7 separate regions of the Mus musculus genome follow, and all the other regions are linked to region 2. Evidence: chromatin contacts called from public HiCAR-type, HiChIP or PLAC-seq, Micro-C and promoter capture Hi-C data. All regions are on one chromosome and are shown on one strand. Each heading gives the region's core, a stretch centred on a gene start, on an enhancer-like site or on the middle of the called end of the contact. The rest is flanking DNA. Distances are from core to core; before and after follow the strand shown. Region 1 overlaps Ctnnal1 (catenin (cadherin associated protein), alpha-like 1). Region 2 holds the start of Klf4 (Kruppel-like factor 4 (gut)). Region 3 holds the start of Ptpn3 (protein tyrosine phosphatase, non-receptor type 3). Region 4 overlaps Gm34687 (a long non-coding RNA gene). Region 5 holds the start of Epb41l4b (erythrocyte membrane protein band 4.1 like 4b). Region 6 holds the start of Tmem245 (transmembrane protein 245). Region 7 holds the start of Fsd1l (fibronectin type III and SPRY domain containing 1-like).

Evidence for each region. Promoter capture Hi-C pulls out the DNA fragments that hold promoters and counts their contacts. A called contact is a pair of places that touch in the nucleus more often than the background predicts. HiCAR-type assays count read pairs that join an accessible place to other places. HiChIP or PLAC-seq counts read pairs in DNA pulled down with a chosen protein or histone mark.
Region 1: a contact with region 2 is called in a promoter capture Hi-C map of embryonic stem cells, with 4 times the contacts expected there. The contact joins the enhancer-like site here to the promoter of Klf4 in region 2. A contact is called at or near these places in 1 of 39 promoter capture datasets (embryonic stem cells), 1 of 484 Hi-C or Micro-C datasets (embryonic stem cells) and 4 of 115 datasets of contacts at active chromatin or transcription factors (astrocytes, embryonic forebrain, pancreatic cancer cells and 1 more).
Region 3: a Micro-C map of embryonic stem cells shows a contact between it and region 2, with 15 times the contacts expected there. The contact joins the promoter of Ptpn3 here to the promoter of Klf4 in region 2. A contact is called at or near these places in 1 of 39 promoter capture datasets (embryonic stem cells), 1 of 484 Hi-C or Micro-C datasets (embryonic stem cells) and 2 of 115 datasets of contacts at active chromatin or transcription factors (astrocytes and embryonic stem cells).
Region 4: a HiCAR-type map of fibro-adipogenic progenitors shows a contact between it and region 2, with 9 times the contacts expected there. The contact joins the enhancer-like site here to the promoter of Klf4 in region 2. A contact is called at or near these places in 22 of 39 promoter capture datasets (the 3T3-L1 cell line, 3T3-L1-derived adipocytes, the C10 cell line and 12 more), 5 of 15 datasets of contacts at CTCF or cohesin (the NIH/3T3 cell line, hippocampal excitatory neurons, large pre-B cells and 2 more), 64 of 484 Hi-C or Micro-C datasets (the 3T3-L1 cell line, 3T3-L1-derived adipocytes, the AML12 cell line and 43 more), 29 of 115 datasets of contacts at active chromatin or transcription factors (the NIH/3T3 cell line, Th17 cells, astrocytes and 18 more) and 2 of 9 other capture datasets (liver and macrophages).
Region 5: a Micro-C map of embryonic stem cells shows a contact between it and region 2, with 2.5 times the contacts expected there. The contact joins the promoter of Epb41l4b here to the promoter of Klf4 in region 2. A contact is called at or near these places in 1 of 39 promoter capture datasets (pre-B cells), 1 of 484 Hi-C or Micro-C datasets (embryonic stem cells), 1 of 115 datasets of contacts at active chromatin or transcription factors (pancreatic cancer cells) and 1 of 9 other capture datasets (embryonic stem cells).
Region 6: a contact with region 2 is called in an H3K27ac HiChIP or PLAC-seq map of embryonic stem cells, with 6 times the contacts expected there. The contact joins the promoter of Tmem245 here to the promoter of Klf4 in region 2. A contact is called at or near these places in 2 of 484 Hi-C or Micro-C datasets (embryonic stem cells and olfactory sensory neurons), 4 of 115 datasets of contacts at active chromatin or transcription factors (astrocytes, embryonic stem cells, memory CD8 T cells and 1 more) and 2 of 9 other capture datasets (embryonic stem cells and liver).
Region 7: a promoter capture Hi-C map of liver shows a contact between it and region 2, with 4 times the contacts expected there. The contact joins the promoter of Fsd1l here to the promoter of Klf4 in region 2.

The regions. Positions count from the first base shown.
Region 1 is chr4:56,845,302-56,848,677 of GRCm38.p6, reverse strand. Ctnnal1 (catenin (cadherin associated protein), alpha-like 1) reads left to right here. Exons shown (of 19, transcript NM_018761.3): 2 at 679-868. Among named protein-coding and RNA genes, the nearest start is that of Ctnnal1, 18 kb to the left of the region's middle. Within about 2 kb of position 1,782, at least 46 of the 459 cell types and tissues checked have an H3K27ac peak or open chromatin away from gene starts, as enhancers often do. A contact at or near this core is called in embryonic stem cells, where this site is marked.
Region 2 is chr4:55,530,577-55,534,045 of GRCm38.p6, reverse strand. Klf4 (Kruppel-like factor 4 (gut)) reads left to right here and starts at 1,571. Exons shown (of 5, transcript NM_010637.3): 1 at 1,571-2,179; 2 at 2,296-2,416; 3 at 3,063-3,469. The coding sequence starts at 2,175. It overlaps Gm12506 (a long non-coding RNA gene), which reads right to left and starts at 1,336. Exons shown (of 5, transcript XR_390585.4): 1 at 1-1,336.
Region 3 is chr4:57,299,007-57,302,376 of GRCm38.p6, reverse strand. Ptpn3 (protein tyrosine phosphatase, non-receptor type 3) reads left to right here and starts at 2,008. Exons shown (of 26, transcript NM_001384115.1): 1 at 2,008-2,096. It overlaps Gm12536 (a long non-coding RNA gene), which reads right to left and starts at 2,638. Exons shown (of 3, transcript XR_003955208.1): 1 at 2,067-2,638; 2 at 1-606.
Region 4 is chr4:56,683,258-56,686,770 of GRCm38.p6, reverse strand. The region is part of intron 5 of Gm34687 (a long non-coding RNA gene); the gene reads left to right. Among named protein-coding and RNA genes, the nearest start is that of Gm26144, 6.0 kb to the right of the region's middle. Within about 2 kb of position 1,405, at least 30 of the 459 cell types and tissues checked have an H3K27ac peak or open chromatin away from gene starts, as enhancers often do. A contact at or near this core is called in fibro-adipogenic progenitors, neural progenitor cells, neural stem cells and 2 more, where this site is marked.
Region 5 is chr4:57,141,162-57,144,588 of GRCm38.p6, reverse strand. It overlaps Epb41l4b (erythrocyte membrane protein band 4.1 like 4b), which reads left to right and starts at 1,433. Exons shown (of 25, transcript NM_001355492.1): 1 at 1,433-1,741. The coding sequence starts at 1,436. LOC108168956 reads left to right here. Exons shown (of 2, transcript XM_017320489.1): 2 at 598-1,331. The coding sequence ends at 1,331.
Region 6 is chr4:56,945,193-56,948,863 of GRCm38.p6, reverse strand. Tmem245 (transmembrane protein 245) reads left to right here and starts at 1,435. Exons shown (of 18, transcript NM_001369260.1): 1 at 1,435-2,019. The coding sequence starts at 1,453.
Region 7 is chr4:53,629,057-53,632,773 of GRCm38.p6, reverse strand. Fsd1l (fibronectin type III and SPRY domain containing 1-like) reads right to left here and starts at 1,303. Exons shown (of 13, transcript NM_001195284.1): 1 at 1,162-1,303. The coding sequence starts at 1,176.

The DNA of each region.
Region 1 (3,376 bases), core at 533-3,032, 1.3 Mb before region 2:
CTCACTCTGTAGACCAGGTTGGCCTTGAACTCAGAAATCCTCCTGCCTCTGCCTCCCAAGTGCTGGGATTAAAGGCGTGTGCCACTACTGCCCGGGTAGCACTGGTCATTCAAAAGCTGTCAGTGAGTTCAGTAAACTTGTGTGGTCAAGTATCAATTTACATTGCTAGGGATCGAACCAAGGACCTCAAATGTGCCAGGCCAGTGCTCTGCCACTAAGCTACACCTCCAGTGCACACGTGCCATTATGTATAACCCATTTACTGTGTGAGCAGTGGAGTGGAATGCGGTGAGAGGTGCCTTTATGCAGAGCAGCTTAGGTAGAACCGAGGAAAATGTGTGCTGTGAGCCGGTGATTTGCCCTGCCGTGTTCTCAAGTCTTGAAGATTTGTTGGAAGATCTGGAGAGTCTCTGGAAGTGTATGTCCCAGATTACTGCCCTCAGGTGAACTTGTAATCACAATTAATAGAAGCATTGTCCTGGGAAATGATGCAAGATGCTCTGCTTCCTGGCCCCTGGCCTGCAAGGTCTAAGGCGAATGATTTGCTTGGTCTGATATGCTGGGTTTAATTTTCTTGGTCTTTGTGATATCTTTTTTAAAGTTTTATTTATTTATTTATTTTTAAGTATTGAGGTAAAAGTTTCTTCTTCTTCTTCTTCTTTTTTTTTTAATTTTCAGATCACCACACTTATAAACCATAAAGATAATACCAAAAAGTCTGATAAAACCCTGCAAGCGATTCAGCGTGTGGGACAAGCGGTCAACTTGGCAGTTGGAAGATTTGTTAAAGTAGGGGAAGCTATAGCCAACGAAAACTGGGATTTGAAAGAAGAAATTAACATCGCCTGCATCGAAGCCAAGCAAGCAGGTACCTGTGTATCCACCTTGTGTTCCGCTGCTTGCTTGCTGGTTTGTTTTGTGTGTGTGTGTGTGTTTGTTTGTTTGTTTGTTTGTTTTAGGAGGCAAAGTCCTTGCTGACCTGGAACTTCCTTTTGGTGGCCTAGCTGGCTTTGAACTCTGCTTCTGCCTCTGGCAAGCCATTTGAGTCCACACCCAGCTCTCATTTCCTTCTTGAGGCAGGTCTCACGCTTAGCCCAGGCTGCCCTCAAACACAGTCGGAGTCCTCCTGCCTCAGGCTCCCAAGTGCTGGTAGAATGGGTGACATCACTGCTCCCAGCTGTAAATATTTATTTTAGAGACTATTGCTATTTCATTATTCCAAATGTTATGGCAAGTATTTTTTTATTATTTATTTAATTTGAGGCAGTCTCACCAGGTAGCCTGGTTATCCTGGAACTCACTGTGTAAACCAGGTTGGCTTTTAACTTGGAGTGATCCTCTTGTTTCTGGATTCCAAATGCTAGGGTTACAGCTGTGTACCACTACACCCAGGAAAACTTAGGAATTTGTTTTCTAAAATGCTGGGGATTGAACCCAGGGCTGTTTTTTATGCTAAGCACTACCAAGCTACATCCCTGACAAAACACTTTAGGTTTACTTTGAGTTAAGCTATCCAGCCAGAAGGTGGTGGTGCATGCCTTTAATCCCTCACCCCACCCCCACCCCCACTCTGTGAGTTTGAAGCCAGCCTGCTTTAGAGTTCCAGGACAGCCAGAGCTAAAACAGAGGAGTCCTGTCTCAAAATACAAAAAATAAAAACATAAAAAAAAAAATCCTAGAATATTAATGACGTGGGTTGGCTTTTAGGAATGGTGGGGCTCCTTCTGACTCCAGTCCTAAGCCTGAAACACAGGACTCATTCACAACAGTTCACAGTTAGAACGTTGACATGTCATACTGACTGAGGTCGGTGATGCAGAGAAGAGAGGGTGAGAGAGGGTGAAGGATGAAGGCAGGGAGACGCCATGTGAAGCGTTTACATACAAACAGCTAAATGCAGACAGTGCCATAGGGCTACAGAGAGCAGGAACAACAGAGAGCATACTTGCTGATGTGGCTGGATAGACACGATGTAGCTCTTAGCTACAGGAGAGGGAGGACTCTGGGCTTCTAGCCGTTTGTTGGTTTAGGGAACAGCTTTATGTGGGACGCAGAGGAGATGGCCTCACTTTATTTGTAGTTTATATTTTTTTTCCATTATAAAAAAGGATTTGAAGTGGGCCATAATAAAAGACATGTCAAGTGAATCTATTAAAATCAGAGAAAAAAATATACCAGAATCTTTGGCAAAGATGAATATTTAACTAAGTAGTAAATTTATCTTTGTACTTCCTGGAAAGCAAGACGAAAATGGGAGAAAGAAAGGGTTATATAACCCCCATTGTTTGCTGAGAGGCAACAAACCAGTTCGTAAGAGGAGAATCCTGTTTTCCTGGCACCACGTTATTCTCTGGGCACTTATACAGCTTGTTATAGAATACAGTGGGCAATGCAGAGAGAGCAGAAAGACTGTCTCGAATTGTTCCTGTTAGCAGCCCTTGCTGAAAGCAAGAGGGGCGGGGCGGGGAGGGGGGGTGGGATTTACAGGGAAAGAACAGCATGAGGTCCTATGGTCCCTTAGCCTTGTCTCCTTGTGCTTAGTGAGGGCAGGGGTTGGGGGAGGGGAGGAAGTGAGTCGTATGAGCAGGCATGCGCAGATAGCTCCAGCAGAGGATCAGGCAGGTCCCCTCCGGTGGCATGAGCCTCACATACCATCTCTTCTAAATCACTCCATGAGGAGCCCCACCCCAACCGGACACCTCCTGAAGTTGCAGGTAAATAGGGACCTTTCACTGACACGCGCTGTGAACCAGTCCTGAGGGCCTTTGGCTCACTCAGCCCTTAATGGCCTCTTTCTCCTGGGCAGCTTGCATGTGCTTGAGGGCAAGACTACGAAGCAGTGATCAAGACCTAGTGAGTGCTTCAGGTTAACTGTTATATTCCAGTCTGACCTTTTTCACCAGGCCGGGAGACACTGGGCAAGCCACGTTCTCATGGGAGCATGGCACTGGTCTTATTTGTGGAGGATTGTTATATGATGTGTGTGTGCACTCGGCATGAATACGTGTTTACCACGTTTTCACGTCATGATTCTTGCATCTTAGTCTCTCTCTGGTCTCTCTTTACTTTTTGCTTGACTCCCTGCTAAGACTTGTTTTCTGTATGGCAGCTCAGTAAATATTTTTGTTAGAGTGGGTCTTAGTTAGGGTTTCCATTGTTGGGAAGAGACACCATGACCAAGGCAACTCTTTTTTTTTTTTTTTTTAAAGATTTATTTATTTATTTATTACATGTAAGTACACTGTAGCTGTCTTCAGACCCTCCAGAAGAGGGAGTCAGATCTCATTACGGATGGTTGTGAGCCACCATGTGGTTGCTGGGATTTGAACTTTGGACCTTCGGAAGAGCAGTCGGGTGCTCTTACCCACTGAGCCAT
Region 2 (3,469 bases), core at 322-2,821:
TGGGAAGAGATGCATTCCAAGAGCGCTTCTGTGGTCGGCCAGAAGTGGAAAATTCAGGATGACAAATATTCCGAAGAAAACTAATATAGGTCCCAAGGATTCCGGGACTCAAACAGGTGAAACGACAGAGGACGTGGCACCGACGCCCCGAGAGGAGCGAGTGCACACGCTGCCTATGCTGGAGCATCGACCCCCTTTCCCGAGTGCCTTTCTTCAGTCCCCGCCCTCAGCTGTCTCCGCCAGGGTTCAACCATGAGGGCGGCGGAGCCCAACTCTGCTCCCCAATCCAAAATAAACACCTAGCCTTAAAAAAAAAAAAAAAGTAAACCTAGTTTAGCGAGTTATACTGAACACCACACTCACGGTTTTTGTTTTGTTTTAAGTACTTGGTAGAGATGAGGGCGAAAACCTTTCCCGGCTGGAAAATTACTGAGGGTAGTGGGGAATGGGAAAAGGAGTAATAAGACTAAAACAAAGACTGCCTTTTCCCCTCCCGGTAGGCAAGGGCCTGAGGTGCCACTTTGGAGCACTAGGGTCCCATTGCAGCGCTCCTCTTCCCAGCGCAGGATCACCTCCCAGTGAAGTCCCTTTGAGTGGGTTGGCTAGCTCAGAACCTAAGTTGATGGGAGCGAGTTGTCCTATGACCTTTACCTCGCCGCTTCACCTCTTTATGACTCACTTCTCATCTTCAAAATGAAGAGTGCGAGTGCGTAGCTTGTAAAGAGCTTTGAGATCCCTGGTGAAAGGTATCTCCGCGCCTCGGTCCCTCTCCGCGTTCCCACTCCCCCACCCCCAATGTAAATCTGGAACGCCTTCCTTGTTCCTTCCATTATCAAGATGACTACGTGCCCAATCCCGGCCGCTCTCTTTCATAGCAGGCGCGGAACCCCTTCTCCTAGCTTCTGAGATTCCTAGCGCCCCCCCCCAATCACCCGGCCCTCACCCCCACCCTACGGGAGGCCCCACTGGCACCCGCGCCAGGCCAGGCCCTGCGCCGACACGGCCCGGCGTCTGCGTGCGTATGCGAGAGAGGGCGGGCTGGATGAGTCACGCGGATAATCGCGCTCTCGAGTGCGCAGACGACAGGACAAGCGCGTACGCGAGCAGGGGTAGGGGCGCGCCGCCTCTTCCCCCCCACACACACACACCCCCAACCTCCTGTCCCCCGCCAGGGTTCCCGTGGCAGGACTTTCGAGCCCAGGGAACCGACCGTGGCCGCCCAGAGGACCCCGAGTAGCGCGGCCACGGGAGCCACGCCGTACTCCCAGCGCCGGAGCCGCCGTCGCCGCCACCGCCGCCGGCGTCAGCACGGCTCCAGCCCGCCAGCTGCCTGGCTGGCGTCACGGCCTGGCCCCGCCCCGCCCGCGCCCCTCCCTCGCCCCCGCCCCCACGTGCGCGGAGTTTGTTTATTTAGCTACCATGGCAACGCGCAGTGGGGGCTGCGGGAAGGCGGGGAGAAGAAAGGCAGGGGGCGGGGCCTGGCGGCGGAGCCCCGCGCGCCGCCACAGGGAGGAGGCGGGGAGCAAGCGAGCGAGAAGTTATAAGTAAGAAGCGCGCGGCGGCCGCCGGCAGTTCCCCGGCCAAGAGAGCGAGCGCGGCTCCGGGCGCGCGGGGAGCAGAGGCGGTGGCGGGCGGCGGCGGCACCCGGAGCCGCCGAGTGCCCCTCCCCGCCCCTCCAGCCCCCCACCCAGCAACCCGCCCGTGACCCGCGCCCATGGCCGCGCGCACCCGGCACAGTCCCCAGGACTCCGCACCCCGCGCCACCGCCCAGCTCGCAGTTCCGCGCCACCGCGGCCATTCTCACCTGGCGGCGCCGCCCGCCCACCGCCCGGACCACAGCCCCCGCGCCGCCGACAGCCACAGTGGCCGCGACAACGGTGGGGGACACTGCTGAGTCCAAGAGCGTGCAGCCTGGCCATCGGACCTACTTATCTGCCTTGCTGATTGTCTATTTTTATAAGAGTTTACAACTTTTCTAAGAATTTTTGTATACAAAGGAACTTTTTTAAAGACATCGCCGGTTTATATTGAATCCAAAGAAGAAGGATCTCGGGCAATCTGGGGGTTTTGGTTTGAGGTTTTGTTTCTAAAGTTTTTAATCTTCGTTGACTTTGGGGCTCAGGTACCCCTCTCTCTTCTTCGGACTCCGGAGGACCTTCTGGGCCCCCACATTAATGAGGTAGGTGAGATGTTGGACTTGGGAACAGAAAGGGGTGAGGATTGGAGGGAAGCTTCGGAGCAGTGGCCAGGGTGTCCCCTGACTCCTGGTCCCTGTGCGCCCCGCCCGGCCCGCAGGCAGCCACCTGGCGAGTCTGACATGGCTGTCAGCGACGCTCTGCTCCCGTCCTTCTCCACGTTCGCGTCCGGCCCGGCGGGAAGGGAGAAGACACTGCGTCCAGCAGGTGCCCCGACTAACGTGAGTGTCGCGCTAGTGCCCTGTAGATTTCTGCAGATGGGGTGGGGTGTATGGGCGGAATCCGGGGGTCACCAAGAGTCCTTGGTTAGGACAAGGATTGCCCTCCATTGGAACTCTACAGCCTTCCGAGGTGGCTCCTCGGCCCTTGAGTCGGCCTTAAGTGCGTGTGGTCCCGGCACTGCGGTACCGCCAGGGGCGCACAGCGGTTCCCCACTAGTCTTCGGGCGTCCGGACCGTGGGGTGGGCGCACTCAGTCCACTATATTTTAGGTGGACAAGTCTCGAGACCCTTTGGGCCGGAGTGATCGTAGCGCGTGGGCGACCCGGTGGCTATGGTGCATGGGGAGAAAGCCACCGTGTCCCAGTGTCCCAATTCCGTGGGCGGCTGGAGCGTCCCGCGGATCTGGCGGGGAAGAGGACTGGGCTGGTGGAGCGACGGCACTAGCTTGCAGGAGAACGAACGCGCCACCTCTTACCTTGGTGTTAGCTGAGATTGCAGTGTGGCCCCTGGAGTCCCCGAGGCTGCCTTCCTGTTCTGTCCAGTTCCTATAGCAGGGTGTTGGTGTGCTTCACCCAACAAGTCAATATTAGGGGTGGCAACAGGGTGCTACAATTAACAGTTTCTCTCTCCCTCCCTGTTCTTGCAGCGTTGGCGTGAGGAACTCTCTCACATGAAGCGACTTCCCCCACTTCCCGGCCGCCCCTACGACCTGGCGGCGACGGTGGCCACAGACCTGGAGAGTGGCGGAGCTGGTGCAGCTTGCAGCAGTAACAACCCGGCCCTCCTAGCCCGGAGGGAGACCGAGGAGTTCAACGACCTCCTGGACCTAGACTTTATCCTTTCCAACTCGCTAACCCACCAGGAATCGGTGGCCGCCACCGTGACCACCTCGGCGTCAGCTTCATCCTCGTCTTCCCCGGCGAGCAGCGGCCCTGCCAGCGCGCCCTCCACCTGCAGCTTCAGCTATCCGATCCGGGCCGGGGGTGACCCGGGCGTGGCTGCCAGCAACACAGGTGGAGGGCTCCTCTACAGCCGAGAATCTGCGCCACCTCC
Region 3 (3,370 bases), core at 759-3,258, 1.8 Mb before region 2:
GCACTTAAGAAATGAGTCTGGGACAGGGCTTAGTTCACTGGAAGACATTCGTGCTTACTGTGTGCAAAGCCCTGGATTCAAGCCTCATCAAGGGGAAAAAACATTTAAGGTGGACTGAATAAATTCCCGTTCTTTCTTTTTTTTTTTTTTTTTCAATTCCCCACACTCCCCCGGATCCAAGCGTAGGCATTTGTATTATTTAGGGCACAGAGAGCGCAAGGCTTTGGTAGCAGATCACACAGCAGCTGGTAGAGGACACTGTGTTCAGTCAGCTGTCTCTGAATTTCAAGTCTTCCCACCATGCTTGGGGGAGGAGGGTGACCCAGTACTCCCTGCAGGGAAGTAGAAGACTGACGGCCAGGTGGGACTCAGTGGGCAGCTTCGCCAATCCCTCTGGGGGTTCTTCCTTCCGGACGCTGGGCTCCCATGGCTCCGAGCATGCCCAGTGCTCTCCCCGCCACTCCGAAAAGTGCTGCCCTGGCGCCCGAGCTCCAGGTTTTGCGTGCGATCCTAGGCGGGGCCAGGACAGTGCAACCCCTAGGACTCCGGGCTCTGTAGGAATTCCCCGGACGCGAGGTTCTGGCGGCGCCTGCAGCGGTGCACTACCTTGGGACAGAGACCGGGATCTAAGCCAGGAAGTCAGGCACGGCTGAGGGTCTCGTGGTGACATGGGAACAAAAGGTTCTCGGGATATCTAGCACCCAGGTCCGACCATAGAATCCTAACCATCTCTCCATCCTTTTGTTATCATATTCATTCAACAAAACGTTTTTAGTTCTTACTGGAAGCCAAGCGTCGTTTAGAGGCTGGGTCTCTTGAGAGGCGGAGTTACCGAGCTGACACAGAGGGGAGGTACTCCTTAAGGGGGAAATCTAAGTCGCGAGAGACAGCCGGCAACATACTCCAGCAGCCCCTCCGCTCGCCCTTCCGTTTCACGGGCACAAAGCTTGCGCTCGTTTTGTTTTGAGGTTTTTTTGTTTTTGTTTTTGTTTTGTTTTTGCACCGGCTTTATCGTCCCAAGAAAGCTTCCTTGTTTAGCTGCGTGACTGAATGGTATTTGTCACCTGATCTGGTTGTTCCACCAGCTCTCACCGGGCCACCCCCTATCTTTCTTGCCTGGCTCCTTTCCCCTGTTCTTAGAATTTATCACCTAATACCCTGCGTTGTTTACGGACCTGTTGTTTGTTGCGAGAAAGTCCCTTCTAAACTCCCAACAAGGGGCAGAGATTTTGTCTATATATTAAGTGTGAAGAACGTAAGTAACTGTTGAATGGATAAGTGATACATGCTTGGAGTGCGGTAATGGACTTGGAGAGGGAGCAAGAGGTCAGGGCTAATTTAGAAAGGTAGCCAGAAAGGTCTCTCCTACAAGAGGCACCTGAATGGTGAGAGGGCTCGAAACACCAGCAAAGCAGGGCAAAAGACGTCCTACCTCGAGGGAAAGGCAGTGTAAAGGTCTCCAGGCGGGTCAAGTTCAGAGGGTATGATGGGGAGGAAGGTGCAGTCGGAGCGCAGGAAGACAGGTGTGGGAGGAGGCGGAAGAGGCCGGCTGGAACGCCCGCCACTAGGGGCCCTATAGGCTTTGGGAAGGGCTAACCTGCCTGGTGTCCTAGGACCAGCAAAGGAGCCCTGCGACCCCCAACTCAGCCACGGAGCCGCTGGAGTCAGCGAGACCCCCAACTCAGCCACGAAGCCACCGCGCAAGGCTCGCTGTCATTTCAGATTCGTTGAGCGCCAAGCCCTTGCCATTCTTAGGCATGCAATCCGGGAAAGCCAGGCACACAGTAGGTGTTCAATAAATGCTAAAAGCACGAATGGCTGCGTGCGTGAGCCAGGGGACCTGGAGGTCTGCGGGAGTTTGGCAGGTGGTCTGCGGAGGCCAGTGGCAGCGTCCCACGAGTTTGCCCCGGGCCCGCCCCTGTCCCGGGTCCCCCGCCCCGCGCGCGGGCCCGTCGCGGCCACAGCCGGGCCGGCGGGAGCCGCCCGCGGGCTGCACTGGGCATGCTCAGACGGCGGCCAGGTCGCGGCGCGAGCGAGCTTCAGTGCCGCCCGCCCGCGCGACCTACCTGGGCGCCCCGCGCCCCCGGATGCTGCAGGTATGGGAGACTGGGTCCTCTGCGGGGAGGGTCGGAGCGCGGGCTGCTGCGATCGCGGACACGCGGGGCTTACCCAACCCCCACCCGGTCCGGGGCTCGGCGGACACGCGGGAGGACTAGCGGTTGAGCTGGTAGCCCCAGGTCTCCGCGCCACGTCGGGCATCCGGGGGGCGCAGGCCCGGATCACCTGGCGGGGCTGGGGCGGGGCGCGGGCGTGGGCGGCAAAAGGCTGGGCGTTCTGGACGCAGCGGCGCGGGCGTGGGCGTGCGCTCCAGTCTGGCCGAGCCCTGGGCTTGGCGCCGAGGTATCCGCAGCCCGGCAGAGGGGGCGCACCGCTGCGGGGATCCAGCTCTCCGCGGTCCCCGAAGCTCAGCCACCCGGGGCGAATTCCCCTTCAGATTGCAAAGATGGCATTTCCTGGGCCTGGCACGAACTCCAGTGCCAAACCAATCCGCCCCGTTCCGCGGGCGACCGGGGTGGCTTCTCTGGTAACTTGCGGTGTGACACTGCTGCGTTGTGCAGGGAGAGAGCGCGCCCGGAAACCCCCGCCCCCGGTTGCTGCCTCCTAAACTTATTACGAACTTGAGGGTTGCCTTTAAAAAATTCATGAGAAGTTAAGATAACTTGACACCTGGGTGTTCCGTGAAGGTACAGGGAACTTGTGGTTGGGAAACTCTAGACCTAGGTTCAAGTTGGGCTCTTCCCCTTGGCCAGCTGGTGACCTTGGACGAGTCGTTTAACCTCTCTGATCCTCCATTTCCTCCACTGCACGCAGGCAGCAATAATGCCCACCTCGCCTGGTTGGTGGTGGATTAAGTAGGATAAATGGTGTGGAGGTGTTTGGCTCCGTGCCCGGCATAAAGCAAGCGAGCAGTTGGCGTGATGTGATTTTAATTCAGTTAGAGACCCTCATGGCTCCCATTTTGTCAGGAAGGTAGAATTAGGCAGTCATTTTCTGGGTCTGTGTTTGTGCCCAGGAGAACGTCTGCTGAGGCTTTGAAAAAAGCAACTCCACAGAGCGGTGGTGAGCTGCTCTTGTTTAATGGCAGTCTTTGTGAGTTCCGAAACTCCAGAAGTTGACACTCGGGCCTCACAGAAAGAACTATTTTTGCAAGATGATCCATCTTGCAAATGTCGAAGCGGATGAATTGGAAATCCTGGTTGGGAAAAAGATGCATATTCTGCAAAGCTCTCATGCTTAACCTTATGTTTTTGGATTGGGGAGCGGGGGTCTCTTAGCTTCTCACAGCGGGTTTGATCGTTCTTTGTGGTGG
Region 4 (3,513 bases), core at 156-2,655, 1.2 Mb before region 2:
GACGATCAGAAATTCAAGGTCATCTTCATCCACATAATGAATCCCACATTAGATTGGGATGTGACCCAGCTTCAACAAAACAAAACAAACCCAATCCAAAACAAAACAAAACAAAAAAACCCCAAACAAAACAAAAACACCCTCAAATTACAAACCATAACCCCCAAGCCCCACAAAATAGGATATTTAAATAATATGAAGAAGTATTTTTAGTGTGGGTGAAAAGAGCTGTTTGCAAAGCTGCATGCATAATGCGATACCGTTTCTATAAAGTGTTTTTATATGCATCTGGATCCTAGAAGAAGAAAAAAAGAAAAGGTGCCATTGTGTTATATGCATGCAAAGCAGGCTCCCAGCGATGAATTCCGCTACTGATGTTCAATGTTGTGAGATAGCCTGTCACCGGTAGCAAACAGAAATGGCATCCCAATTCTTTGTATGGAGAGATGCCAAGGTCTTCCTGCCACAAGCCGTGCTTAACCTGTCACTGCAATCAACCAGCCCAAATGACAGCCTGACTCTGTCGGTGTCAAATTCCCACAGGATTCTAGATCTCCCTCGATGTGAGTGGTCAAACCTTTTAAACTCTCTCTCTCTTTTTTTTTTTTTATTTTTTAAACTCTTCTTTTGAGGTATTTTTTTTCTCCCCTCCAGCTATTTGAATGAGGATCTTATTTCTTATCTGGTTGCAGGGCTGGAGGGAAGCCATTCTCTCAGCTCTCTTCATTAGTGATGGATGCATTGGTCTACACATGAGCTCCTTGTCAGTGTCTGCGGTCTCAGAAGGTTAGGGGATGCTGGAGGTTGAGGGATGCGACAGGGGGATGCTGCAGCAGGAAGGATGCTGAGGCAGAGGGGATGCAAGAGTGTGGTGGACGCTGGATGGCAGGCCACTCTGAAGGGCGAAAAGGTGCTGGAGAAGGACAGTGCCCCGGGTCCCAGCTCATTAACTGTTCCTACTCCCCCCCACCCCACCGTGTGAGTAGCGCTTGCGGCTTTGTGTTCTGATTGTTTAATAGGAGTCAGCCTGCCCAGTTAAAATACATGAAGGACACATCAGGGCTTCATCTCCTCATCCGCAGCACTTTGTACTCAGCGTGGCGTTGGGGGAGAAGCTTTGACTTGGGGATTCCCCAGGTCTTCCTGGATTCTTCTGTGTAACTCTGGGCAAGGCAAAAGCTTTTTAAAACTTTCTTTCATCATCTATAAATTGTGTCTAATGACACTCAGCCAATGTGATCTTTAATAAGACTAACGACCTGACAGCGCTAGCCCAGAGCCCGACCCATGGGAGTCTCTCACCGGCTCGGGACTGAAGACTTGACCTAGTGACTCCCTGGGTGGGGCTGACGTCTCTGTGTGGGTGGAGAGGATGCCTCCTGGCAGTAATCAAAATTCACCACTAGGAGGAGCCCGAGCTCCATCATTGATCGTTTTCATGGCCATTTCTCAAGCTTGGCTGCTGGATTCAACCCCTGCAACACTTAATTTGTTACTTAAGAGTCAGTGCCTGGCCTGGCCTGCCTTGCCCTGCCCCTGCCCTGGCATTCTTTTTTTTTTTTTTTTTTTTCTGCCTAGTTCCTCTTGGGGCACCTAAGTCTTGTTGGCTTCATATCTGTGCACACGGCATACATTTGACTGACAGCCAATGCGTGTCTTGATGAGAAGGCTTCTGTCCTTAGCTATGGGAAAAGAGAAGCAGGCCCGGGTTTATTAGCAATCAAGGAAGACATTTGTGTTCCCAAGTGTGCTGGAATACATCTTTGCTGTCTCAGAAGATACATTCTTGGTTCTTATCTTTTTTTTTTTCTTCCCTCTGCTGTTTCTGATATGTTCCGTGAGCTGTAGTGATATATATCCAGTTCACCGTGCTGACTTTGAGAACTGTAAGGGACGAGCGAGCCCAATTTGCCCTGAGATGACGAGACTATCGGTTTGCATGGTGCTAGGATCTTGAGTTTCAAGCTTTCTTCAGGGAAAACAAGATAACCAGGCCGGGCATTTTTTCTCCCCCCCCCCCCCCATTTATTGGTTATTTTATTTATTGTTCTTTCCCAGTTTCCCCTCTACAAACCCTGCATCCCCTCCCCGCTGCCTTTATGAGGATGTTCCCCCACCCGCCTGGCCACTCCTGCCTCAGCGCCCTAACATTCTCCTACCCTGGGTCATGGAGCCTCCACAGGACCAAGGGGGTCCCCTCCCAGTGATGCGCGATAAGGCCATCCTCTGCTACATATCCAGCTGGGGCCAGAGGTCCCTCCATGTGTACTTTTTGGTTAGTGGTTTAGTCGCTGGGAGCTTTTGGGGGGTGGATTCTAGTTGGTTGATATTGTTGTTCTTCTTATGGGGTTGCAACCCCCTTCAGCTCCTTCAGCCCGTGGCATTTGCTAACACTGGTCTAGCACTGACATCTTTCTACTTACCAACAGAAGACCACGCCCACAAGCCCAGTTCTCTGGCTCACATGAGTTGCACAAATTCCAGTTGTGAAGAGGTGCTTCGGAAGACGTGCTGCTGTGATTTATGAGTGTGTGGCAGTGTGACCCTGGAAGCCACATAGAGGCTTTCTCAGAGATTCTAAGCCTTGGAACAAGCTGTTCTGCTGAGCAAGGCAGGGCCACATCAAGCACTCTGGCAGTCCTTGGCTTTGGGGTCTGTGGGTCTCCCGTGCAATCGTCCGGTGTTCTGGGCATTTATTCCATTTGCTAGGAGAGGTGAGCACACACTGTAAAAAGGCAATGGATAGCAGCACAATTGTGGAAGCCAGCGGTCCAGCCACTAGGATAAGCACACCGCCTTCTGACATTTGACAGGCATTTGGTATTGACTTCAGGGAGAGGGCTCATGGACAGGAGAGAGCTGGGGACACAAATGTCAAGACTGGAACAATGCATTTTTAGAAACTGATGGGGACATGTGAGGGAAGGATTGGGATGTACCGGGTACCTGTCTTTAAACACTGCCTGTCTTTGGGGAGGATTGTGAGTGGGGGAGTGCTTGAAACACAGCACACAGCCCAGGTGAGTTACTCTGGTGGACATCTTCATGTGACCATCTCTGCTGGCAGTAAAGATTGGCACAATGCCATACAACAGCTTCATGGTGACCCAGCGTGTGTCTCTAGGCTTGGCCCTGGCTTTTAGTTTCATTTATAAGTCCTTCCCCCCACAATGGAGCATAGGAACCTGTCCTAAAAATGCCATCTCCAGTGTGAGCTGTGCAGGCTGAGGCTGCCAACCTGGTAGGCAGGGCATGGATGACATTCTAGGGAGGTATACCCAGCAGCAGTTTTGACAAAGTAGGGTTTCAGGGGCTTAGAGTTGCAGCTGGTATACAGTAGGAGCTCAATCATTGCTTCCTAGCAAACTGTGGCATGCTGAAGTGTAACAGGAATCCTGGAGTTTATGAGCCTAGGACCACAAACAATTGGAAGTGAAGACAGGATGAGCTGTGCTGGTGGTCTGGGAAGACAGGAGACACCCCCAAAACTTTATGGGTTTTTTCCCTCCAGCC
Region 5 (3,427 bases), core at 184-2,683, 1.6 Mb before region 2:
TCCAAAGCTCAGTTTCCTCCTTTGTATGATCCAGGTAATAACCTGTACGCTAACAGGCTAAATTAAGACATATGGAAAGGGCTTACCGTAATGTCTGGCACAAAATTAGGGCCTGATAAACAGTAGTGTTATTCTCCCCAAAGGCCTGGCCTCCTTTCAGCTTCATTTCCCACATTCCTTTCTGCAACACAGGACAACTCACTTGTCTGTGGGCAAACCCTGAACCTGTGGGCATTGATTGTTAGCAATTCGCTGTCTCCAGTTTGCTCCATGTGCCCTATGCAATTCATTCTTATGTTCTGCTTCGCTTCCCAGGAGTCTGTCCAACCTTGACCAACCTTCTCAGTAGCAATAGCTTATGCAGGACCTTTCCTTAATTCTGGGCATGGGCGAGGTCCTTGAAGCAGGGTGTCTCCAAAGGAGTATGGAAAAGTACTTCCCCTCCTCGCAGGCCTCAATTTTCTTGTTTGGAACGGGTCCGTTGGACTGGCAGGTTAAAGCTCCAGCCAGGGTTGAGATTTTAAGCAGATAGAATTTCATTAAGTGGCAGGGACCTTCTAGGTCGCCTACTCCACTTCTGCAGAAGGAGAAACTGAGTACGGTTGGTGTTTTGTTTTTGTTTTTGTTTTTCTTCCAGAAAGAGCCGTGTTTTTCTTTGCCCTAGGGGTAAGACTTCCCTGGAAGGAGACAGTCTTATTTTCTTCATCTGGTCAAGCAGGAGGAACTCTTGGACTTCTAGGGGGTCCTGCGCGCCCGGAAACACGTGTGTGCTCACCTACGTGTACGCACGTGAGCGCACCTACAGCAGCAGGGGGCGCTCGGGCCGGCAGGGGGCAGCACAAGCCCGGCGCAGCCCCGGGGGAGGAGGGCGTGCTGCAGTGCCGGCGGCGGCGGCTGGAGGTGCAGCCCTCCCAGGTGGGAGGCGGGGGCTGCGGGCGCAGGAAAAGGCGCCCCGGGAGCGGGCGCTCGGCGGGGGCCTCCTCGGGCCGGGCGCGGCGCGAGTGGGAGCGAGCGCGCCGGGAGCACGCAGGCGCTTTGCTCCGGCTGGCCCTCGGCCGGCGCGCGGCGCGGGAGCAGCCCGCAGCCGGGTCCCCCCGCGGCGCTCTTCGCGGGGCAGCGGCCACGCAGCAGCCGGCACCGACCGACCGCCCCAAGCGCGCGGCAGCGACAGCGGCGACAGCAGCGGGACGGTCCCCCGGGCCGCCTGTGCGCGTTCTCTCCCGCGCGGCTACTCTCGGCGGGCGCTGGCCCGGCCGACGCGTCCCGCGGGCGGCCGGAGCGCGGCGGCGGCCTCGGCTGGGGCGGGAGCGAGCCCCGGGCCGCAGCCCGCGGGAGGCGGCGCGGCGCGGCGGGCACTGACGGCGGCGCCGGGCGCTCCCGGGCGGCGGCGCGGCGGCAGCGCAGGGGGCGGAGGCAGGGGGCGCCCCCGGCCAGGATGCTGCGGTTCCTGCGCCGGACCTTTGGCCGCCGCTCCATGCAGCGCTACGCGCGGGGCGCGGCGGGGCGCGGGGCCGCCGGGCTGGGGGACGAGCGCGACGGGGGGCCGCGAGGGGGCCCGGCTGCCGCCGCCAGCTCCTCGGTGCTGCCCGCCGCGCCCGGGGGCAGCGTATTCCCGGCCGGCGGCGGGCCCCTGCTCACCGGCGGCGCGGCTGTGCACATCTCCGCCTCGGGAGCTGCCAAGGCCACCCTTTACTGCCGTGTCTTCCTGCTCGACGGAACCGAAGTGAGCGTGGACCTGCCGGTGAGTGACGCGGCGCGTGCGGGGCACTAGCAGCCTGCTCTGCTTGGGTCAGAACCCCCTGTCCCAGTCTTTCTTTCTCTCTGGGAAGCTACCCGGGCTGTTTTTTGGGGACCCCTCCCCCATCTTCTGCCAATCTTCCCCAGCCATGAACCCTCCCAGACCACCAGCCCGGGTATGCTCTGGGGCCCAGTCTTTGGCACCTTGCAACCGCAGGGTTGCGGCGCCCTTCTTTGGCGACCACCTAGGATTTTTGTGCCTCACTCCTACCCCATGCTATCCCATGCACACGTCCCTACGTCCCCTCCCCTTGGCGCAGGTGGCTGGCATTCCCTGCCAATGTTGGCCTTCGGCTGCTGGATTGAGTAGAATTTTTCAAGCGACGCAGGGCTGTTCCGGGGTATCCCGCTTTGGGTATCAGGCCTTGGTGGAGAAGAAATCCTTGCCTGCTGCTCAGCAGGTGCCCCAAGTTTGGGAAGAGGCTTAGGGAACAGTTTTGCCGCTCTGCCTTCTCCCGATTCCCCGTGGATGGCCCCCATAGGGAGCCTATCCCAAAGTGCTCCCTGGCTCACAACCTCGCAGGGAGTGGAGCGACTTGGGAGCCAACTCAGGCCAGGTCCGCTTTGAACGGAGAGATAAGCCTTGGCGTGCTGGGAGTTGGCCCCGGTCCCCTCTGGACTGGCCTACCCACTCTCTCCCACACCCGGCAGTTTGCGTGGTTCGTTCAGGGCATCCCGGGGTGGCAGCACCAGGGCCTGCGTCCGGTTCACACACCCACAGGTGGTTGCACCCGGGCCCAGTTCCAGTGGCAAGCTAGGCCAGCGCCAGTGTCTCCGACAGGGAGTCCAGCCGCCAAAAGAGCCTTTTTGGCCGAAGGGGCCAGTCAGATCCTATCAAACGCTGCACTAACGGGCGCCCACTGCGCTGCGGCAGACGGTGCCTTCGGGAATCTTTGGGCATGACTGAAGACACCGCAGTAATTGAGCTTTAGATGAGTTACAGATTGTCCGGAGTGTTTAGGCCTCCGGACAGTCTGTAACTGGGTGGTAGGAATTCGTTGGATTTAAGGAGAGAACACTTAACCTGTAAGGGTTTCAGATGGGAAAAATCAGCCTCGCTAGCCTAGGCTCTAATGCTGCTTCCTGTGGGTTAATTTGGAGACAGCTTCAATTTATGGTAGTTTCATTTTTGTGGTTCCTGTGCTCTATAGGAGAGCATTTTGTCACAAAAATATCCTCGCGAGGCCTTTTCATAGAAAAGGTGCCAACATTCCCCAGCCCAAAGCTGTTGTCTTTTAAAAAGCATGCATGTCACCGCTCCCCAAGAATGAGGCTCGCCAGCTCTGATGCAGAGAGGCAGCCTGCGAGTCGGGGAGCAGAGGCTAGGTGAGTGGGCAGCTTGGGTTGAGAGAGGCTGTGGCGCAGTTTGCATCTGGCAGAGGAATGATACCCCCGGGAACTTTGTCGGTGCTCCCTGCCTGGTAGTTTTCGTGGCTGTTCCCCAGGGATAATTGGCTTATAAAATGTATTGCTACTGTCAGGTTTGTGCGACAGGCTTAAGTGGTGTTTCTGAGATGAAAAATTGCAAACGGAGTAAAGTGCCTGTGTGCTAAAGAGATCCAAACAGGTACACAAACGAACAGGTTGGGAAGCTGACTGACTGCAGCTGGTGGGGTCGTGGGGGATGGGA
Region 6 (3,671 bases), core at 186-2,685, 1.4 Mb before region 2:
CACCCTGTAGTAAGAACTCTGATTTCCATTATCCCTTGCCAGAGAGAGCATTGCAGTGGGGAGCTTTGCTGACCTGACCCCCCAGGTACTAAAAGCAAAGAGTGGCTGTTTAACATTCTGCTATAGGTATTCTGAGGTATTTAGATTGCTCCCATACTGAGGCTCCTAAATCTGTATGAGGCACAAAAGGTTAATAGTCACAGCACATTATGGTTCTCTAAGGAACTTTACATGTGAGTATAAGAAAAGTTCCCTAGAAATTCAGCCATGATTACAGAGTCTGTAACATTTCAGCTGCTGCTGTAACCCAGGTGTCATCCATTAGGAATCTAGGAAGTGAGGAAGGCAAGGCTTGCCTTGTGTGAATAGTATTCTACCCAGCTGGAGGAAGAGGTGGAGCTCAGAGGTAAATTAGCAGGGATGGGAGGAAATAGGGCATTTCTCCGCGGCCCTCAGAGAGAGAGTGGAAGGGCTTACACGCTTAGGAAGACATGTGTGAAGCTCGGTATATATACACCGTTTTAATATCGTTTTCCTGAAGTCAGTCTTCATGTTTGTATCTACCCGTGTTGAATTAAATGGGACAATCACACAGTTTACCACTGATCTACACCCATAGCCTTTCAATAGATACTATCAAAGGGCTCCTAACAGGATCCCCTGTTCAGTTCAGTTAGCATAGACAGAAAAACTACAGAATAAGCGTCCACAGTGTTAACCTGCTTCACCTACTTGGAAGCTGTACGAGGCCAGGTACTTAATTTCTCTGCGCCCCTTGTTTTCTACAAAACAAGACTAGTAGCATCTCTGTAGGGGTGTTCTAAAGATAAAATGAGTTGGTAGGAGCCAAGCACCTAGACCAGGCAATAGCTACTTAAAACCCTGTCATATACATAAGAGAACACTTTAAAACGTGTTTAAGAGTGTGTATTATTCTTCCAAAGGACCTGAGGTCTATTCCCAGCATCCAAATAAGGCTGTTCACAACCTCCTGTAACTCTGTCTGTGGGGATTAGACACTTCTGGCTTCTTTGGTCACCCACACATGTTACATACACACGATTAAAAATAAGTATTTATTAAATAAATCAGTTAAACTAAGTCTGTGCATCAGTGTTTTTAGACATACAGCTTGTGTTTTCCATCTCTGAGTCTCTTTTGAGATCCTGTCTCCGGAAAAGTTGACATCAATTAAAGTATCCGCCCCCGCTCCCAACCCCATTTTCTTGGACCCCCTCAAAACTTGTTACCTGGTCCCTGTGGGACCATTGGGCCCAAGGGCGGAGGCATTTGCGTTCAGCCTCTTGGGAGTTGTAGTTTCCTTAGGTTCTGGCGCATGCTCCACCGCACGCTGGGAACTACAAAACCCACAAATCCTCGCTGCACCGCCCTCCTCCGCCTCGCGTTCCTCCCCCGCTCGCAGCCCCGCCCCTCGGTCCAGGCAGAGGCGCGATGGCCGACCGCGGCGGCCCTGCTGAGGCGCCCAGCCCGCGGGGCTCTCCCCGGCCAGAGTCCCGGGCCCCGCGCACGGTCGGGCCGGGCGAGACCCCGCGTACCGCGGCGCTGGCGCTGCGCTTCGATAAGCCCATCAAGCAGGCTTTCTACAACACGGGCGCCGTGCTGTTCGTGTGCCTGTGCTGCGGCGCCGCGGTGCTCGTGTACTTCATCCTCGAGGCCTTCCTGCGGCCGCTGCTCTGGGCCGTGCTGTGCGGCACTTTCCTGCACCCGTTCAAGAGCTCGCTCACGCGCCTGGGCCGCCTGTGGCTGCGGCGCCTGCACCGCGCGCACACGCCCATCGTGCTGGCCGCGCTGCTGCTGCCGCTCTGCTTCGCCGACTACGGCGTGGAGGCGCTGGGCGAGCAGGCGCTGCGCCGCCGCCGCCTGTTGCTGCTGCTGGGAGCGGGCGGCCCGCTGCTCTATGGGCTCTACTGCCTGGGCAGCTACCTGGGCGTGCAGGTGCTGCTGGCGCACGCGGGCGCGCTCATCTGCCGCGGCCTCGACTACTTCAGCAGCCTGTGGGTGAGTGAGATGGGGGAGTGCGTGCGAGGTTGGCGGGACCCGGGACGCCGCGACAAGGCGGCCAAAGGTCCTCCAGTGAGCGCCTTCCCACGGCCGAGGGACTTGGCGCGCTTCCTTCCAGAGAGGCGGGTGTGATTTGAAACCCGCCCTCCGCTAGGGAAAAGGTCCTTTGGCTGAGTTCAGTTCTTTCACCCTAGTTTGTGTGTGACTCTGGGCGCTTTCGAGAACTGTATTACTTATGTGGGGGCCATTGCGACCCGGTCTACGTTAGCAATGGACTGCGTTAAAGGAGAGAGATACCAGGTGTCAATCGAGGAACTTCAGAATTGGAAGGAATCGCAAAGATAATCTTAGAGGCGAATTCCTGACTCAGACTACGTCGCAGGCTGGTTAGTTCACATATTTATCGGGCAAGGTTAAAGTGAAGTGGTTATTTAATGCTTAAGAATCTTAAGAATGTTGGTTGGTAAACTACCACAGGGGCTAAGAATGCAACGCTGGAATAGCGAGATCCTAGACAGCGCGAGATCTAGCGTGTATACACCCCATACTATTTCACCTTTATTCACTTTGTTACTGAAAAAGTGAATATGCCCTGAGATTATTAACGTTACAAAGTAATTGCCTTTCTTTGCTAGAGCAGGTTTAAACTTGCCAAAGGTAGATTGCTAATTGGTCCCAGGATCATGAGGTCATCTCTTGGTTCTTGTTTAAAGTTGATTGAAGACATTGTCAGGTACTTTTCTTCGGGGTGTATAGGAGTACTTTTGCGGGGGTGGTGGTGCTGGGGGTGTCATGTGTGCTACTGAGTTGTACCTTCAGCCTCATAAATTAGCATATCCTAATGGAACAGACATACACAGAGGTAAGTGTACACTTCTCACAGTTGTGGGCCACAGGTTCAGTTAGTGTGACCGCCTTAAAGATGAATAGCTTACTGTCAAATCTGTGGCTGTCAAATCTGTTTGTGCTGGGGACCAAACCCAAGTGTTAGTGGGCTTGTGCTGTAGATACTGAGCTGTAGCTCCGCTCCTGTTGTTTACTCTTAAGTTAAATACAGGGGCCCGGAGGTTTTCCACTTGCTGCTCTTCCAGATGTCTTGAATTCTGCCCCTAGCCCCCATGTTGCATCACTGATAAGTCTCCTCTACTTCCAACTTCAAGAGCCCCAGCACCCTCTTCTGATTTCTCCAAGCACCTGCATACACATGAATGTTTCTTACCTATCCTTAAATAAAAATAATAAAAATAAATCTTTAAAAATAGTTTTTAAAAAAGGAAGCTAAAAGCAACTCAAGTTCACGCAAACTCATACATCTAATAAATTGTTGAAATTCCAAAAAAAAGTCAGAAAAAAAAAAGGAAGCTAAAATCAGTGTCCTTTTGTTGTTGAAGAAGTCAGTTTACGTGGATTAAATTCCTCGAATAAAAGACCATTATGTGTGTATAAGAAAAGTCCTCAAGAAATTCAGCCATGATTACAGATTCTGTAACATTTCAGCTGTCATCCATTCAGGTGTCATCCATTGAATCTAGGAAGTGAAGAAGGCAAGGCTTGCCTTGTGTGAATAGTATCCTTTCCAGCCAGAGTAAGAGGTGGAGCTCAGAGGTAAATTAGTAGGGATGGGAGGAAATAGGGCATTTCTCCTCGGC
Region 7 (3,717 bases), core at 54-2,553, 1.9 Mb after region 2:
CATCTTTCCGGATTCTCCAGGCACTTGCTCTTCTTCCTTTTGACCTTTGCTAATGCCCACTTAAATATCACATGATGCCTTTCCTCTAATAAGTCATGCAATGTTTTATCAGCCTAACAGAGAATCCTTTAAATTTATACACACTCAAAATACACATTCTTAGACATACTAGTAATCTCTTTAAAAGATACTATAGTATAGTTGTGGAAATAATAATTGGATATACCCAAATGAATGGGTCTCAAGGCAAGCTCAGAAAGATGAATCCAGGTAAGAATTGCAGTTTTTCTCTAACTCTTTCTGGCACTTTCTATGCAATAATAAAAAAAGAATGGCCTCTTAGAAATGCCCTTGTTTTCCCTGATGTATTATTAATAACACTTGTGTTTTTCTTTCCTATACCGCAATGTATTGCAATTACACTATAACATAACAAAGATAGCAAGGTGGCTTACTTTTTTAATACAGGAATTACTACTGAATATTAAAAATTCAGTTGCAATTGTATTCAGTGCACTATTTGCTTAATTAAAAAAGGCTATTGTGTAACTCTTTCCTTAAACTTGTTCTCAAAGTACTAAACATTCCGAAACAAGACTACTGGCCAGCCTCACCAACTGAAGGACGAGGGTGGGGCAGCGGCCCTGACAACTGCCTTTTTCCTCAATTAGGCAAACACTGAGATCTGCTTATAAATAAACCACTAGCAAGGCAGTGGGCAGATGTACAAAGGAGATTCAGTCCCCGGACCTACAGCGCAGAGACCATGCTGAAGACACGGTGGAAGAAAAGAGACACCAGCTTCCGCGCGGGCGGGGATCCCCCCACGCGAGGCCGAGCCTTGGTCCTCACTCCAACCGAGGAGGGACCCACCCTCGGAGCACGCCGCGGGCAGCGGGAAGAAAGGGGCCTAGCGCCCGCAGAGGGCGGCAGAGACCCGGGTGCGGCTCGCGGTTTCCTCCCCGCAGTGCCTTCCCGGAGCCAAGAGCAGGACAGAGGTCGTCCGGGGTCCCGGGCGCGGCCATCGCTCCCTGCGGGCTCTCAGGTCCCGTCGGGTCGGGTCGGGTCGGGTCGGGTGGGTCCCAGGCCCGGCCTCGTCCTCCGCGCCCAGCCCCGCGCGCCCCGCCCACCCTCTCGGCCCCGCGCTGCGCCCCCGCTTACTTTCTGCGAGTCCATGGCTAGGGACTAAGCCCTCCGGGCCGAACTTGTCACCGGAGCTGAGTGAGAAGCTGGAGGAGCCTTAGAGACCCGCTACCTCTGCCGCCGTCAGCCTTGTCCCGTCCCGCAGAGATCCCGCCCGTCCGCGCCCAACCCGCGCGCGCGCCGCTACCGAGCCGCGGTTGCCAGGGTGAAAGGGCGGCCCGCGGGAGGGTGGGGTGCGAGCGCGCCACGCATGCGCATGCGTGCGCCGACACCCGCACCGGCGGAGAGGATGGAGCGCTGCCTGGCCGCCTGCGTCTTCCTTCTGCAACTGCTTCTTTCTTTGCATCCTTTTTCCTGTGCCATCGCTGCGGGCCTTGCAATGAACCATTGGGCACCCAGCAGCCAGGTCGTGCGGAGAGCCTGGGAGCTAGCTCAGCCCGGGACGCATCCTTCACCTGCAGCGTCTCTCCACTTAGCCTTGGTAGGCCAGGCCCAGTGATCCAGCTGGAATAAACACGCTAGGATGGAGAGGCCGCGGAAACATGTGGAAGGGTCTTCAGGGAGCGTGGTGGAAACCTTAAAGGGCTCTGGGACAAGGGGTAGAAAGAAGTTACAGATACGTGGGTATGGGACCACATGGGCTTTGTTGCCTGGTCAACCTTGCCCTACTAGTATCTTGCTACCTTGTAAGCAAGTCTTTTTCCGTGACCTGTGTCATCAATGAAATAGAATGAATGCAGACCTCGCAGAGGACAGCTTAAATCCTGTGTTTGAACTCCCCAGAGCATGGAGTAAATGAGAGTGGGACAGCACATTAGAATCTGCTCAGGACGGGTGGAGCTGGCAGTGCAGACCAGAAAGCTTGGGGAGAAGACTTGGAAAGGTTCTCCAGAAAGGCAGGCTTCATCTCCATTTAGGTGACTCAAGAAAAATTCTTCTGGGTGTTCACATCCTAATGGAATAAAAGGGAAACGAGTATGAATGAGCCTTACGAACCGGTTCTGCCCTTCTACACAAATCCTCAGTGAAAAGGCCTGCTTCTCAAAGAGCTTACAATCTAAGGTGGGAAATGACAATACAAATCCATGAGGCTGTTAGAAGAAAAGTTTGTAAGAGAAATCAGGGAGGAGGAAGATAGATCAGTGGGCAGACATGAGTACCAGAGTCTGTATACCCAGAACCTGGTACCCACATAAAAGCCAAGTGACCACAGACACACACCAGCACACAGGTGCCCCCACTTGTGTGCCCACACATTGTAATACCCTCGACCAAAGCACACACATGAAAAAATTAACAAAGGAGGAAATTGCATGAGGTAAATGGAAGAAATAAAGTAAACAATTAAATTGCACAGAGTTAATAGACTCCGAAGAGGTGGGGTGCAATTTCCTGACATTACGCAGGAATGACCTGGGTAAGGGTTATATGAAAGGGGTTGAGGAAGAATATCTAGTTAGAAGGACAGTTAAGAATCAAGACCTTGGAGAGGCAGGAGCTGTTTTAGATGAATCATATTTACACTTCAATGTTTTATGTTTCTACTAGAGTCCAACGACACTGTGGTTTCTTAAGATCAAAACTTCTTTTACCACACCTGTATTCTGACCTTAGCAAAGAGCAGGCCACACACTGTGCACCCAATAGACCTTTTTTGTTTGTTTGTTTGCTTTGCTTTGCTTTATTTTTTCTGGAGACAGGGTGTATAGTCCTGGCTGTTCTGGAACTTGCTTTGTAGACCAGTCTGGCTTCAAACTCACAGAGATTCTCCTGCCTCTGCCTCTTGAGTGCTGGGATTAAAGGAGTGCACCACCACCACATGACCCTTTCTTACCTGAACAGAAATGCAAGGTATATGATAAAAGACACAAAAGGAAACATGGTTTAGACAGGGCTAAGGAAACAATGCTCGCAGGCCTGGCTGGGGCTTAGGAGAGGAATGCCCAGCTTCACTCCTGCCAGCTGAAGGGAGGCTGGCATGCAGTCCTTCAGAGGAGCCAGCTCTTGATATCAAGGGAAGGGACTCTACTAGCCAAGCCCCCTCAATTACATGGGGGAGATGTGACAGAAGCCAGGTCCCCAACCACTGACCCAGGGCTGGTGGCTTGGAGGGCTGATCTCAGTGCTGAAGTGGAGTCATTTTCTATGGCTGAGAAATGCAACCTGCAGAGGAGAGGACATCAGAGGTCAAACTGCCACCCTTGACTGACACTGTGGACCCATCACGAAAGGACGGAAAGAGCATTTGGTCTCATCTCCAAAGTTTCACCCCACTTCCACCAGAGGCAAGCTCCTGGGCAAGGTTTGAGTAACAAACACCACCACGAGGTCAAGAAAGTGGGTTTGGGAGACACAGTCGCCCTGCAATGTGATCACCAGACTGTCACAGAGCCACACCCTGGGAGCTCATTTCTGGCTCCTTGCCCCAGTCTCTGTAGCTCTTTCCTTTCAGGCCAGCCAAGCAGCCTGTGGATTTTGACAACAGCTGTACCCCATTTGACTTCTGCTCCCAGCAGATCTCTGACTCTGGTTTGACGTCTGGCTTCCTAGGACAGCTCACCCATGACCATTTGC